2 separate regions of the Oryctolagus cuniculus genome follow, and region 1 is linked to region 2. Evidence: chromatin contacts called from public Micro-C data. All regions are on one chromosome and are shown on one strand. The core of a region is the stretch at or near the end of the contact, and the rest is flanking DNA. Distances in the headings are between cores, read along the strand shown. Region 1 holds the start of TET2 (tet methylcytosine dioxygenase 2). Region 2 holds the start of PPA2 (inorganic pyrophosphatase 2).

Evidence for each region. Hi-C and Micro-C count contacts between places; a contact is called where the count stands out from the background.
Region 1: a Micro-C map of ear pinna shows a contact between it and region 2, with 7 times the contacts expected there. The contact joins the promoter of TET2 here to the promoter of PPA2 in region 2. A contact is called at or near these places in 4 of 6 Hi-C or Micro-C datasets (ear pinna, psoas muscle, skin fibroblasts and 1 more).

What each region holds. Positions count from the first base shown.
Region 1 is chr8:60,020,020-60,023,233 of mOryCun1.1, reverse strand. It overlaps TET2 (tet methylcytosine dioxygenase 2), which reads left to right and starts at 1,856. Exons shown (of 11, transcript XM_002717196.5): 1 at 1,856-2,257.
Region 2 is chr8:59,722,011-59,725,144 of mOryCun1.1, reverse strand. It overlaps PPA2 (inorganic pyrophosphatase 2), which reads right to left and starts at 1,633. Exons shown (of 11, transcript XM_051820137.2): 1 at 1,422-1,633. The coding sequence starts at 1,596.

The DNA of each region.
Region 1 (3,214 bases), core at 607-3,106, 300 kb before region 2:
ATTACTCATTTCTATAGGCCTGGAAATAGGTGGCTTGTAATTGGTAATAGTAATAACCACCCGGATTTAGCTAGTGTCTTAGTCTATCCTCACAACAACTCCACTGTTTTTATAGAGTGATTAAGGAAAGTCACACAATTAGTAAGAGATGGCGTCAGAAATCTTCAAGTCTGTCCAACCCAAGCTCATGCTTTTCAAAAGCTCTGCAATACCATGTACCACTTAAATGTATATTGCGGTCTCTGGGGAACTTTATAAAGTTGAAATAAATCTCAGGGAACTTTCAAAACAGTTTAGATTTGGCATTAGTAATTAATTGCCAGAACTTCATGACCTATTAGTGTACAGTAGAAAAAGACGTTTACACGAGATGCTGAGGGTGAAAACGAGGGATTTTGCTTGGTCTATGCAAAATCGGAAATCTGAGTCAACTTTGTGTCAACACGGACTAAACAATGTTTCGTTAGATCACACTTGGAAACAATGTGATACATGTTAAGGGTTGTCGTTTTAGACAACTCAAAGGAAACACTGCGATTTCATGAAATTAGGAAAAGGCCTCCCTTTACTCACCCCCCAACCAGGGTTGACTTCGGGTATTGTGATCACAATGCTGTGATCCTGTTAAAGAAGGGTCCAAGATACCTATCTGAAAATTTGAATTTCAGCCATGCGAAAAGTTCAAGATGAGAGCGTATACTCCAAAACCCACCACGATTTATATGGACTTTGTTCTTTCAATTAAAAAGTTGATAAATAGAAAAAAGAAGCCGTAAAAGAGAAATAAAACTACCCAGCCACAGAAAAGACGACCGTCTAAGAAAGGACGCACTTGGGCACTTAGTCCGGGACATCGCGGGGAATCGGGCGTTCTTCATTAGGAGTATAGCTCAGCACCGGTCGGCTTCCTCATTACTTCACTGCCCGGGTGGGAATTTCCTCGAAATAAAGACATTTACAGGAGGCAATCTTTGAAACGGATGAGAGGGTCACTGGTGAGAAACTCATCTTGGGACCGCGGAGGCTCCCTTAGCTTCCCAGCCCACGTGGCCCAAGTAAACAGAAGGTGAGCTGGGGCGGGGAGAGATGCGACTCCGGTCAATTTCCCAATTTGTAGAGTCTCTGGAAACACAGGCCCCTAGAGCACCGAGGGCATGCCCTCAGCGACACTGCGGAGTGCTTGTGCGGAGCGAGAGTGCGGCGGGAGAGAAGGCTGGGCGAGCGCACTCAAAGGCGATGGGGATGCGGGTCTGGGAAGGGAAGGTGGGTGCGACCCGAGGTGCCTGCGGATGGGTGCGAGTGGCGGGGTCGGAGGGCGGGTTAGGGCCGGAGCCGGCAGGCAGCGACGGGTGTGGCGCTACCTGTGAGCAGGGGCGATTTGGGGTACAGGCGCAGAGGCGGGGCTGGGCGCGCACTGGGTTGTGTGCGCTCAGACCTCCAAGAGGGTCGTGAAGTGTGGGACCAACAAAGTTTCCAACGGAAATCTGCGAGCACACGTCCCTGTCCAGGCGCCCGCACCAGCTTCCCCCTTGGTGCCTGGCCCGCGCCTCCTCCCTGTGGTGAACGCCGACTGGGGGTCCCGAGTCCCGGGTCCCAGGTCTCACACTGAACCGCCCCTCCTGCGCTCATTTGAGCGCACCGCTCCAGGGCCTCACCGCCCAGCGAGAAGCTCGCCCCATTACAGGGCCCGCAGGTGCCGCCGGCTTTCCTGCCGGGCGCCCAGGGCTGGGGGGCTGATTCCCAGGGAGCTGGAGTTGAGGACCCCAGGGCGGCAGCAGAGGCAGGGGCGGAGAAGGAGGCGGCCCGGGCGGAGGAGAGCCGGGAGGAGAAGGAGGAGGAGGAGGAGGAGGAGGCGGCGGCGGCGGCGGCGGGGGTTGGGGGGAAGGAGGAGGAGGAGGAGGAGGAGGAGGAGGAGGCTCGTGCGGAGGAGGAGGCGGCGGCCGGGGCGGAGGAGGAGAGCAGCGGCACCGGCAGCGGGGAGAGCTCGGGCGGCCGCCGCCGCCTCCTGCGAGCGCCGCGCGCCCAGGCCCGACTCGCATGCGAGTCACGTCCGCCCCCTCGGCGCGGCCGCCCCGAGACGCCAGCCCCGCCGAGTGATGAGAACAGACGTCAAACTGCCTTATGAATATTGATGCGGAGGCTAGGCTGCTTTCGTAGAGAAGCAGAAGGAAGCAAGATGGCTGCCCTTTAGGATTTGTTAGAAAGGAGACCCGACTGCAACTGCTGGATTGCCGCAAGGCTGAGGGACGAGAACGAGGTCAGAGCGCTTCTCTTTTGCCGTGAAACTCTCTCTTTCCTCTCCCGCTTGCTTTCTCTCGGGCTTCCAGGGACCGGGGAGCAAACCCTGTAGTGTCACCCACAAATACCAAGAGGGAAGAGGGAAGCTTCACAAATTACTGGAGCCTCCTCAACATGGCTGACAAATATAGTTTTAATCCCCCCCACCCCGTAAACCTGCAGTTCTGTGTTCTCTTCTCTCCCCTGCTCCTGCCCGTACCCTCGTTCCCCAAAACTTACCTTTGTGCCTCCGACAAGCCGCCTCCCCGACCTTTTATCCCCAGCAAAGTGGGGCTTCTCTGCTTTCCTTTCTAAACTAGTTCACCTTTGGGGGAGGGCACCACTTTTCCCTTTAATCCTCTCCCCCACTCCACTGCTTGAGAGTCCAGCGCGGCTTTGGGGGATCCCCGAGCACCCCATGAGAGCCCTGACGCCTGGGTTTGCGTGGTGGCTTTTTTAGCCTTTTATCTGCTGCAGGACCTGGGACTGGGGCTTGGTGTGTGTCTCTCCATTCCTTGCCCCCTTTTGGGGGTGCTCTGGGCGAATGTCACGGCAGTGGAGTGGGGATACGCGCAGTGTGGTGTTTTTTTTTTTTCTTCCGTGAGTCCGCGCGTTTTGTTAGTGCCGCTGAGTGAGAGAGGAGTTTCAGTGCGCCCCCAAACACGACGGGAACCCACTTTTCTTAAGAGCACACGAGCTCTGCGCCGGGCTGTGTCTTCCAGCCTGGGGAATGGGTGTGAGAGAATTTGTGGGCAAATCTGTGTCCTGGCTTTGTGCTTCTCCCCGGGCAGTGACAGGCAGACACAAAGGCAGGCGCAGGCCCGGGGAGGGGGCGAGCCGCAGGGAGGGAGCGCAGCGGGGAGAGTTGCAGCCGACAAGGTCAGGGGCGCCCAAAGAAGCGAAACCCAATCCCGGCCACGAAATGCAGGGCAGATTG
Region 2 (3,134 bases), core at 384-2,883:
ATCATGGAAAAGCAGCAACCAATTTTGAAGAAAACAGAAATTTTAGTACCAATTGAAATTTGGTACAAGTTTTGCATCACAAAATTTGAGGCAAGCTCTATTTTCTCTCCCACAAAATAGTACTTAACCAGGTGGGGCTGTGGCACAACAGGTTAAAGACCCAGCCTGCAGTGCCGGCGGCATCCCATATGGGTGCAGTTAGTTCCCATGGCTCCAGTTCTGATCCAGATCTCTGCTGTGGACTGGGAAAGCAGTGGAAGATAGCCCAAGTCCTTGGGCCCCTGCATCCACGTGGAGCACCAGGAAAAACATCCTGGCTCCTGGCTTTGGATCAGCTTAGCTCTGGCCGTTGGGGCCATTTGAGGAGTGAACCAGCGGATGGAAGACCTCTCTCAGTCTCCACCTCTCTAACCATCTTTCAAATAAATAAAATGAATCTTAAAAAAAAAAAAAGTCCTTTAAGTTCAGGATAACTATAAGCATTTTACAAACTACAGATAAGGGATTCTTAATGACAGTAATTTCTATTCGAGGCTCTTGTTATCACTTCACACACAGCATTCACATAATTCTTGCAGTCCTATTTTACAGATGAGACAAACCAAGGCACGGCAAGTTAGGAAACTCGCCCAGACTCCAGAGCTTAAAGATGAAGCAGGACCCAAGAGTGGAGCTGAGATCTGAAAGTTCACGCGCGACGCGATGGAACCTGCAGCTCCCCTCAGGGCTCCGGAATCAGGGCGGCGCGAAGGCAACCCCACCAACAGCGCTGTGTCCACGTTACAGCAACCGACACAGCTGAGCACCGTGGGGCTGGGACACGGCGCAGCCACGCAAAACGGGCCCTTTCCTGTCCTGTATGTGCACAGGCACATCACTTCGCCCTCGGGGCTTGCTGGATCTGGAGAGGAAAAGCGGCCCACCCTGGAGCCAAGGAGGCTCCGGACTGCGGGTGGCATTCGGGGTGCACAGCTATGAGCGTTTCTGGGAACCGAGCCCTCCACAGAGCCCGCAGCCCCCGACAAGAAGAGCCGCCGGGCCAGTTTCTCCACACTGGCGCCTGCCTCTGCCCCGCGTGCAGGCGCCCAGGCTGGGACCCCCGACCCTCCTTTCCCAAGTGAGTGGGCCGAGCCCAGCCGCCGGCGGCCGCCCGGCTCCCGGCTGCGCGCGGTAGCTCCGCCCACCGCTGAGGCTGCCCCGCGGCCCTCGCCGGCAGCGAAGCGAAGCCTCGGGGGCCTGGGCCTGGGCCGGTCACCCCTGTCGCGGGCAGCTCCCTTGCCTCCGCGAGCCGGAAGGTGGCCCCGACCGCGCGGCGGCTGCGGAGGGCCCAAAGGAGGCGAGGACCGCGCGAGGCGGCGCTGGCTCCTACGCGCCTCCCACTCCGCACGCTCCACGCCTCAGCCCGCGCGCGAGCTACTTACTGAAGAAGAGGCGGTAGTCCTCCGAGTGGGGCCGGCCGCGCTCCTCCGTGTGGTACAGGGCCATGGCGCGCAGCGGCCCGCTCCTTGCCCTCGCTCCCGCCGGCGGGTGGGCGGCGACGGGGCTGCCCGCGCGCCACCCCCGGCCCGTGCGCAGCAGCGCCAGCAGCGCGCGCATGGCGTAGACTGAGGTCCGGCTCGGCGCGGGGCGGTGCTGGGGCCCGCGGCCCGGCCGCCCCCCGGCGCCCCCTACCGCCCGGAGCCCTCACTCCTGCCCTTGGGCCGTGACCCAGACGCTGGCTGTGGGATCTGAGAGTCCTGGCCGGTAGTGCAAGAGACCAGGCCCAGCCACCCTTGAGGAGCACACTGCCGCTCCTCCCTCCTTCCTGTCTTTCCTTCACTTATCCCGTCTATGTTGACTACCATAATACGATCGTTTTACTGGGGAAGTGCAGTAGAGTAACGTCCTCTGTGTCAGGGACTGCTGTAGCATGTCCAGTTTTGGAGACGAACATGCGCACACAGAGGCCGCTATAAGGCCATGATCAGGCCTCCTGGAAACTTGAACTTGATAGACACTTACAGAATTAAAAAGCACGAAATTTCCTCAAATGCCATCTGCTCCATGAAGTTTTTTTCCTATTTAGGCAAAGTAGAGGTGACGCGCTTTTTTTTTTCTTTTACATGTTTATTCTGCAAGGGCACTTGTCCTACACCTGTATATTTGTGAATTTATCATGTTCCCTAATTCACTCTCTCCTGCCCACTGCATTGTAAGCCTGCAAAGCCCTGAAGTCTTGATATTTGGTATCTCTGTATGATGTAGCACCATGTTTAATGTTAAATTTACTGTTGAACTTAAATAATTGTATTTTTTTTGACAGGCAGAGTTAGAGTTAGACAGTGAGAAAGAGAGACAGAGAGAAAGGTCTTCCTTCCATTAGTTCACCCCCCAGATGGCTGCTACGGCCGGTGCGCTGCGGCGATCCGAAGCCAGGAGCCAGGTGCCTCCTCCTGGTCTCCCATGTGGGTGCAGGGCCCAAGGACTTGGGCCATCTTCCACTGCACTCCACAGCAGAGAGCGGGACTGGAAGAGGAGCAACAGGGACAGAACCAGTGCCCCAACCGGGACTAGACCCCATGGTGCCAGCGCCGCAGGCAAGGATTAGCCTAGTGAGCTGTGTGGCCTGCCAACAATTGTATTTCAAATGTTTAATTTATTTTCACTTTATTGGAGAGAGAAATATGTTACATCTGCTGGTTCATTCCCCCACAGGCCCACAACAGCCAGGGCAGGGCCAAGCCAAAACCAGTAGCCCAGAACTCAGTCCAGATCTCCCAGATGGGTGGCAGAGATCCAACTTGAGTCATCACTGTTGCCTCCCAGGGGGTACATTAGCAAGAAACTGGATAGGAAGAGGAGCCAAGTCTCAAACCAAGCACACAGATATGGAATGCATGTGTTCCAGGTGGCATCTTAACCACTAGGCCGGTGCTCATTGTGCCTGCTGTTGAATTAAAAGTTCATGAAGGGGCCAGCACTGTGGCCTAAGGGTAAAGCCACCACCTGCAGTGCTGACATCTCATATGGGCGCTTGTTTGTATCCTGGCTACTCCTCTTCTGATCCAGCTCTCTGCTGTGGCCTGGGAAAGCGGTAGAGGATGGCCCAAGTCCTTGGGCCCCTACACCCGCATGGGAAATCCAGAAGAAGCTCC